Regions from separate parts of the Sus scrofa genome. Here region 2 is linked to region 1. A link is a contact called in public HiChIP or PLAC-seq data. All regions are on one chromosome and are shown on one strand. Each heading gives the region's core, a stretch centred on a gene start, on an enhancer-like site or on the middle of the called end of the contact. The rest is flanking DNA. Distances are from core to core; before and after follow the strand shown.

Evidence for each region. HiChIP or PLAC-seq counts read pairs in DNA pulled down with a chosen protein or histone mark.
Region 2: a contact with region 1 is called in an H3K27ac HiChIP or PLAC-seq map of alveolar macrophages. The contact joins two enhancer-like sites. A contact is called at or near these places in 1 of 47 Hi-C or Micro-C datasets (retroperitoneal adipose tissue) and 1 of 2 datasets of contacts at active chromatin or transcription factors (alveolar macrophages).

The regions. Positions count from the first base shown.
Region 1 is chr13:18,106,863-18,111,149 of Sscrofa11.1, forward strand. No RefSeq gene overlaps it. Among named protein-coding and RNA genes, the nearest start is that of GPD1L, 17 kb to the right of the region's middle. Within about 2 kb of position 1,734, at least 7 of the 83 cell types and tissues checked have an H3K27ac peak or open chromatin away from gene starts, as enhancers often do. A contact at or near this core is called in alveolar macrophages, where this site is marked.
Region 2 is chr13:18,358,918-18,363,204 of Sscrofa11.1, forward strand. No RefSeq gene overlaps it. Among named protein-coding and RNA genes, the nearest start is that of CMTM7, 11 kb to the right of the region's middle. Within about 2 kb of position 2,499, at least 1 of the 83 cell types and tissues checked has an H3K27ac peak or open chromatin away from gene starts, as enhancers often do. A contact at or near this core is called in alveolar macrophages, where this site is marked.

The DNA of each region.
Region 1 (4,287 bases), core at 484-2,983:
AATGCCAGATCCTTAACCTAATTGAGCGAGGCCAGGGATCAAACCTTTGTCCTCAAGGTTACTAGTCAGATTCATTTCCGCTGAGCCATAATGGGAACTCCTTTGTGTATTAAATTTTTTTTGGTCTTTTTTAGGGCTGCACCCAAGGCATATGGAGGTGCCCACGATAGGGGTTGAATTGGAGCTGTAGCCGCAGGCCTATGCCACAGCCACAACACCACCATATCTGAGCCAAGTCTGCTACCTACACCACAGCTCATGGCAATGCCAGATCCTTAATCCACTGAGCAAGGCCAGAGATTAAACCCACATCCTAATGGATACTATTTAGGTTCATTAACCACTGAGCCATGACGAGAACTCCAGTGTACGTTACTTTTAATGTATTGCTGGATTCAGTTTGCTAGTATTTTGCTGAGAATTTTTGCATCTATGTTCGTCAGTGATGTTGGCCTGTAATTTTCTTTTTTTGTGGTATCTTTGTCTGGTTTTAGTATCAGGGTGACGGTGCCTCATAGAATGAGTTTAAGAATCTTACAGAATTTTAATCGTATTTTTATTCACAATTGCTGATGTCTGTATGAAGTACATTATCTTCAGGATTTAGAAAGTTCTTTCAGGAATTCTTATCATGGCGCAGTGGTTAATGAACCGGACTAACATTCATGAGGGCGTGGGTTCTATCCCTGGCCTTGCTCAGTGGGTTAGGGATCCAGCGTTGCCATGGGCTGTGGTGTAGGTCACAGATGCAGCTCGGATCTTGAGTTGCTGTGGCTGTGTTGTAGGCCGGCAGCTGTAGCTCTGATTAGACTCCTAGCCTGGGAACCTCCATATGTGGTGGGTGCAGCCCTAAAAAGCAAAATAAATTTAAAAAAAATGTTTCACTAGATTTCCCTTGTGGCTCAGCAGGTTAATGATGCTGCATGGTCACTGTAGTGGCTCAGGTCACTGCTGAGGTGCGGGTTCAATTCCTGGCCCAGCAACTTCCACATGCTAAGGGTGTGACCAATAAATAAATAAGTAACTAGGAGTTCCCATTGTGGTGCAGCGGAAACAAATCCGACTAGGAAACATGAGGTTGCAGGTTTGATCCCTGCTCTCACTCAGTGGGTTAAGGATCCGGATCGCCATAGGCTGTGGTGTAGGTTGCAGATGCGGCTCAGATCTGATGTTTCTGTGGCTGTGGCATAGGCTGGTAGCTGTATCTCCCATTTGACCCCTGGCCTGGGAACCTCCATATGCCACAAATGCGGCCTTAAAAAGCAAAATAAATAAATAAATAAATATGTAAATATGTAAATAAAAATGCTTTGAGGAGTTCCCATTGTGGCTCAGTGGGTTAAGAACCCGACTAGTATCCATGAGGATGAGTACTTGATCCCTGGCCTCACTCAGTGGGTCAAGAAACAAGCTGTGGCATAGGTTGCAGATGTGGCTCCTATTCAGCCTCTAGCCTGGGAAGTTCCATGTGCCGCAGGTGTGGCCTTAAAAAAGAAAAAAATAAATAAAATTTAAAAACAACAAATGAAGTCCATCCATTCTATTTTTATCAGCTGTTTCGGAAGTACGGAAGATAATCAATCTTTTCAAATGAAGTTTGCCTTTTTCCAGTGTTTTTTACTGTGAATATACTACCAGAGCACAGATCCTGAAATTAGTCATGTATCTTGGATAATCTCAATTAGCAGAAGCTTATGTACTACGAATATTTTGGCCACACCCCCTGCATGCAGAAGTTCCACAGCGAGGGGTTGAACACGTGCCATAGCAGCAACCCAAGCCACAGCAGTGAAAATGCCAGATCCTTAACTCATTGAGTCACCAGGGAACTCCTGTATTCCCTGGTCTTGATAAGCACAATAGTGATCTTTCAAAAACTATGCAGTGGGAGGTAATAAAATTGTAGCCCTGAATCATTTCTAGTTTCAATTCCATCTTTTGGTTGATGAGTCAACTTGGGTATGTTTCAAGAATAGAATAGCAAAAAAAAAAAAAAAAAAAGAATTAAAATAGCAGAGCATTGTATTCCCTCTGGTGGAAGTTGGGAATGATATTAATCTCAAGTATCTCAAGGGAAGAAGTGGTTGCTGACTATTTTTAGCACTGAGTGACCAGGCAGTTCCCCATTTTCATCCTGCCTCGGGCTGGAGGCTGCAGAGGGAGTCAGGGGTTAGAGCCACGTGTTGAAGAGCAGGAAGGCGGCCAAGGAGAATTGCAGGGTCTCAGCTCCACAGCTCAGGAACATCACAGAGTGACCAGACCCAGTGTAAACAGACCAATAGCAGAGGTTAACAGCGGAATCTTTGGAGTCAGATGAATTCGGGTTCCTGCAAACTTATTATATACAACCAGGAAGACACAAACAAGTCACCTGAGCACTCTGCACCCCATCCCCTCCTCCATAAAGAACATTAACATAAGGTAGCTCTTGGGACTGCTTTGACGATGACATTCCCAGAGGACAAACCACCTGAAGACAGGAGCTCTGTCTTTTTCAGAGTTGTGTACTTAGCACCTGGCACTCTGCTTGAGACAAAATAAGGTGCTCATCGAAAAATTGTTGAATGAATAAAGAAATGAACAGTGAATGTGAAATGCTTAAAACAGAGCCTGCCTCGAGGTAAATACTAAAAGAGAATGTGTTGGCTGAATGTTTTCCATAAGGAGCTTTGGACTGGCTGGACATGGAACAACACAGGACTGACTTGTACAAGGACTCACCTGGGAAAAGAAATCTCAATGGCAGATGAATGGATTGGCAGTCAATGTGTCTTCTTCCTAGTAAAAAAGCCAACCTGGGGAAGCAAAATGAGTAAAAATGTACAAAAGCGAGCAACATGGAGTTCCTGTTATGGCTCAGCAGTAATGAACCCAACTAGTATCCATGAAGATGTGGGTTCAATCCCTGGCCTCGATCAGTGGGTTAAGGATCTGGCATTGCCGTGAGCTGTGGAGTAGGTCACAGACACGGGTCGGATCTCACATGGCTGTGGCTGTGGCTCTGGCGTAGGCCTGCAACTGCAGCTCTGATTCAACCCCTAGCCTGGGAACTTCCATATGCCAAAGGGGCGGCACTAAAAAATGAGTGCCATTCTTAGATTCAACATCAAATATGAAAACAAGGAGTTCCCATCGTGGCTCAGTGGTAACAAACCCAACTAGAATTCATGAGGTTGTGGGTTCGACCCCTGGCCTCTCTCAGTAGGTTAAGAATCTGGCATTGCAGTGAGCGGTGGTGTAGGTTGCAGATGAGGCTCAGATATGGCATTGCTGTGGCATGGGCCGACAGCTGTAGCTCCAATTAGTAGCCTGGGAAGCTCCATATGCCTGGGGCATGGTCCTAAAAATAAATAAAAAAATAAATGAATAAGTATGAAAAGAAAACGCAAAATGCAGTTCTCTCTCTTTTTTTTTTTTTTTTTGGCAGGGGCACACCTGAGGCATATGGAAGTTCCTGGGCTAGAGGTAGAATTGGAGCTGCGGTGCTTGCCAACACCACAGCCACAGGAATGCCAGATCTGAGCTACATCTGTGTCTAGCAACGTTGGATCTGTAACCCAGGGGTTGAACTCATGGCCTCATGGATACTAGTCCAGTTCTTAACCTACTGAGCCACAATGGGAACTCCAGATTGGGGTTCTCTTTTAGCGTAGAGGGTTAAATATCAGCCGATGTCACTACAGCAGCTCAGGTTGCTGCTGTGGCATGAGTTCAAACCTCGGCCCAGGAACTTCTATATGCCAAGGGCTTGGCCAAAAATAAAAAAAAGGAAAGAGGAAAAGCCAAACTATCTTCCTTCAGGCATAGCTTGGGTCCTGAGGACTGAAACCACCTGCCTCCCACATCCTTTAGAATCTGTGTTGATGTAAGTTAAGTATTTCGTTGTCCTTGTTAGCATGATTTACTATTTCAGAAGATAATGCCCAGACAAAAGGCTGGACTGTTCAGACAGGAACTTCCTGAAAGACTCAAGACTCTTCAGTGGAAACCATCAACAGAAACTTGGCACCCTAAGATTCACTGAATCCCTCACCTCAAATTCTTCACCAATCCGGGGTAGTTGCATCAGGATCCTTATCCAGTCCTAACCAAGGTCACAAACCCATCTCATTCTAAATCCCTTTCCACTTTGCCTTCCTCTTGGAGCCACTGCCAAAGCAATAAACTTTGTCCTTTCAGTTCGTCCTACTGGTGCTATTAGGGGCAGTTGCATTGACAGACAGAGTCATAGAATGTAAACTGTACAAAAGCAGTCTTTTTTTTTTTTTTTTTTTTTTTCTTTCTTTT
Region 2 (4,287 bases), core at 1,249-3,748, 250 kb after region 1:
TTGAAGGGTTCAAGACTTCAGTGAAAGAAGTAACTGCAGATGTTGTGGAAATAGCAGGAGAACTAGAATTAGAAGTAGAGCCTGAATACGGGACTAAATTGCTGCCATCTCATGATAAAACTTGAGTGGATGAGGAGTTGCTTGTTATGGATGAGCAAAGAAAGTGGTTTCATGGAGTTCATGTTGTTCCAGAAGGAACAAATCTGGTTAGGAACCGTGAGGTTTCAGGTTTGATCCCTGGCCTCGCTCAGTGGATCAAGGATCCAGCGTTGCCATGATCTGTGCTGTAGATCACAGACGGGGCTCAGATCTGGTGTTGCTGTGGCTCTGGTGTAGGCCGGTGGCTACAGCTCCGATAAGACCCCTAGCCTGGGAACCTCCATATGCCTTGAGTGCAGCCCTAAAAAGACAAAAGACCAAAAAAAAAAAAAGAGTGGTTTCTTGAAATGCAGTCTGCTGGTAAAGATACTGTGAAGCTTGCTGAAATGACAGCAAAGGATTTAGAATAAACTTAACTGAGGAGTTCCCACTGTGACAGAATGGAATCCGTGTCATTGAACACAGGTTCAATCCTTGGCCCGGCACAGTGGGTTAAAAGATCCAGCATTGCCGTAGGTGCGGCTTAGGGTACAACTCCGCCTCAAATCTGATTCCCGGCCTGGGAACTCCATATGTTGCAGGGCGGCCAAAAATGAAACAAACAAGACAAACTTAGTTGATAAAACAGAGGCAGAGTTTGAGATGACAGACGCCAATTGTGAAAGAAGTTCTATGGTGGGTCAAATGTTATCAAATAGCATTGCATGCTGCAGAGAAATCCTTTGTAAAAGAAAGAGTCCAAATGCAGCAGAGTTCACAGTTGTCCTATTTTAGGAAACTGCCACAGAGTTCCTGTTGTGGCTCAGCAGTAACAAATCTGGCTAGTATCCATGAGGGTGTGGGTACCACCCCTGGACCCACTCAGGGAGTTAAGGATCTGACATTGCAGTGAGCTTTGGTGTAGATCTGGTGTTGCGGTGGTGTGGGCTGACAGCTGCAGCTCTGATTCGACCCCTAGTCTGGGAATTTTCTTATGCCACAGGTTTGGCCCTAAAAAAAAAAAAAAAGAACTGACTCGGCCACTCAGCCTTCAGCAACCACCACCCTGATCAGTTAGCAGCCATCACCATCAAGGCAAGACACTCCACTGGCAAAAAGATTGTGCCTTGCTGAAGGCTCAGATGATGGTTACCATTGATTAGCGAGAAAGTGTTTGGTTTTTTTGTTTTACGGCCAAATCTGCTGCATATGGAAGTTCCTGGGCCAGGGGTTGAATTGGAGCTGCAGCTGTGGCCTATGGCACAGCCACAGCAACACCAGATCTGAGCCATATCTGTGACCTATGCCACAGTTTGTGGCAATGTCAGATCCCACTGAGTGAGGCCAGGGATTGAACATAAATCCACCCAGAGACAGTGTTGGGTCCTTAACCACGATGGGAACTCCAGCAATAAAGTATTTTTAAGTGAGGTACATTGTTTTTTAGACATAATGCTACTGCACACTTAACAGACTATTGTGAAACAGAACTTTTCTATGCTCTGGAAAACAAAAAAATTCATATGACTGGCATTATTGTGGTGGTCTGGGACCACACTTGCCATATCTCCAAGAAATGCCTGTAATAAGCTAGAGGCGCACATGTGCATGCCTACACTCGAAAATGTCAACCAGAGAAATATTTGCTAAGTTGGCCTCACATAAATGTTCTCCTGGCTACGTTCTGCTGCCAAAGTGAATTATAAACAGACAGCTGTAAAGGTAGGTGAGATAATTGTTGGTGTTGATGACTTGGGATAATGGGGAAGGTGAGACTATCTGTGGTTGTAAGTTAACTTAGTAAACTTAGGTGTTTGGTGTATATAAAAGGATCAGGTTTGGGGGAAAGTCCTTGGCAACATAGAGGTGATGATTTTTCAGAAATTTAGGAAGCTGAGTGGCTAAAGTTGTTGGTTAAGGAGACATTCAATTTGAAAAGTACATTTTGAGAAAACTTTCATGTCAATGGCAGATTTTTTTTTTTTTCCTAGAATATTCAGAAGAACAGTTAATCCAGGGCATAACAGACCTGGTTGCTACCTTGCCACCACCCCTTCTCCCTCCTCCTGTTATCAAACTACCCTACTTGGTTTGGTTTGATTTGGTTTGGGTTTTTTTGCCACACCCTCGGTATGTGGACGTTCCCAGGCCAGGAATTGAACCCATGTCACAACAGTGACAACACTGAATCCTTAATATGCTTAGCCACCAGGGAACTCCTACATACCCTAGTTTTTATTCCATATCCACTCCACTCACTGATGTCCCAGCGACTTCTGGAAAAGCCAGCTCCACCGTAACTCTAGGAATGGAGCACACAGCTCTGCCTAAGCTGATTCCACCCCCGGCCACAGCGACTGGTTCAGGCATGGGGACGTGACTCAGGCTTGCTGGAGAGTTTTGGGAAAGAAGGTTTGAGGAAATGTGCAGATAGGAAGTTGTAGGCCAGTAATTTTTTGTTCTGTTTTTATAGCACTGAACCCGCAGCATATGGAAGTTCCCAGGGTAGGGCTTAAATAAGAGCTGCAGCCACCAGTGTACACCACAGCCACATCAGTGTGGGATCCGAGCCCATGCCGCAGCTCATGGCAATACCAGAAACGTAACCCACTGAGGGAGGCCAGGGATAGAACCTGTGTCCTAATGGATACTAGTCAGGTTTGTTACTGTTAAACCATGACAGGAACTCCCAGCAGGCCAATAATATTGTGATCACAAAAGGAAGCCAGTTGTGGGATGAAGGTGACTGGAAGAAACAGCCAAGGGAAGGAAAGAAACTTCTTCATGATTATGTCATCAAGCCACTGCATCAGTGCAGCCCTGAACGCTGTCAGACTCTAGTTTTTGCAATTACACAAGGAATTATTCCGACTTTGCTTAACCTATTTTCTGTTACATGCAGCAGTGTGCTTCGTTACCGATGATGCATCCTGGCTAATGGCTTTCAAGCAAAGGCGTCAGAGCTTTGTTCTGGTTTGCTTTCTAATAACAAGTCACCATAGGCCTTAGGTAGATGGCAGTAATGATGGGATAAGTCTGCTTCAGCTCCAGTGCTCTTTAGCAGTTGAAGGGTAGAAAAAGGAAAACGGGAGATTCCACTTGAGAGAGTGATTCAAACTTTCCCAAGGATGCTGATTGCAAAGGAAAATTCTCAAAAGAGAAACTGCAGGGAGGAAGGTGTCCATCAAAGTTTTCATGACCTGACTTTGGTCATTGCAATAGGAAAGCTGAGCGTAAAGAAGGAAACATGAACAGTCTGGCCACCAGCTGTTCTAACCTATAATGAGAACTTCACCTTGTTGTCACTCTTGAGAACGGGCTTCCCTCTCAGTAAGGAAGTTGGCCAATAAGTGCCAAAGAACATCGACCTTGTAAGGAGTGAGGATGTGTAGAGATCAATGGAGGTACTCCCCCCCCCCAAATTAGCACCACAATAAGGTGCTACATCACATCCTCTAGAATGGCTGAAATTAAAAAGACTGCCAATACCAAGTGTTGACGAGGATGTGCAACATCTAGAATTCTCATCCACTACCAGTGGGACTATAAAATAGTACAATTATCTGTTAGGTTAAACATCATTTGACCCAGCAATTCCATTCCTACATATTTACCCAAGAGAAATATGTCTACAAAAATACTTATGCAAGAATATGCATAGAAGCTGTATTTATAATTGGCACAAATTGGAAACAACCAAATGATTACCAAAACAGTGCAAATTTTGTATTTAAACAGTGGAATATTACTCAGCAATAAAGAGGAGCAAACCCCAGACAGATACATGCAACAGTATGGACAAATCACCAAAATAATATGTTGAATGAAAGAAGCCAGGTAAAAATATTAAATATATTTATATTATACGTATATATGTAATGTTTGATTCTACTTACATATAATTCAAGAAGGTAAAACAGATGTATAGATCTAGAGAGAGGAAGCTGGTCAGTAGTTTTCTGGGGCTCAAGGTGGAAGGATAGGCTAGAAAGGGGCATCGGGAAATGTTCTGAGGTGATAGAAATACTCTATATCTTGATTGTGGGAGTTGCATGTGCATATACATTTGTCAAAATTCACAAACTTAAGATAGGTGCACTTTATTTTTTGTAAAGCTCAGTAAAGCTGATTTTAGGAGCTCCCTGGTGTCCTAGCAAGTTAAGGCCATTGCTGTGACACAGATTCAGTCCCTGACCCAGGAAACTTTTG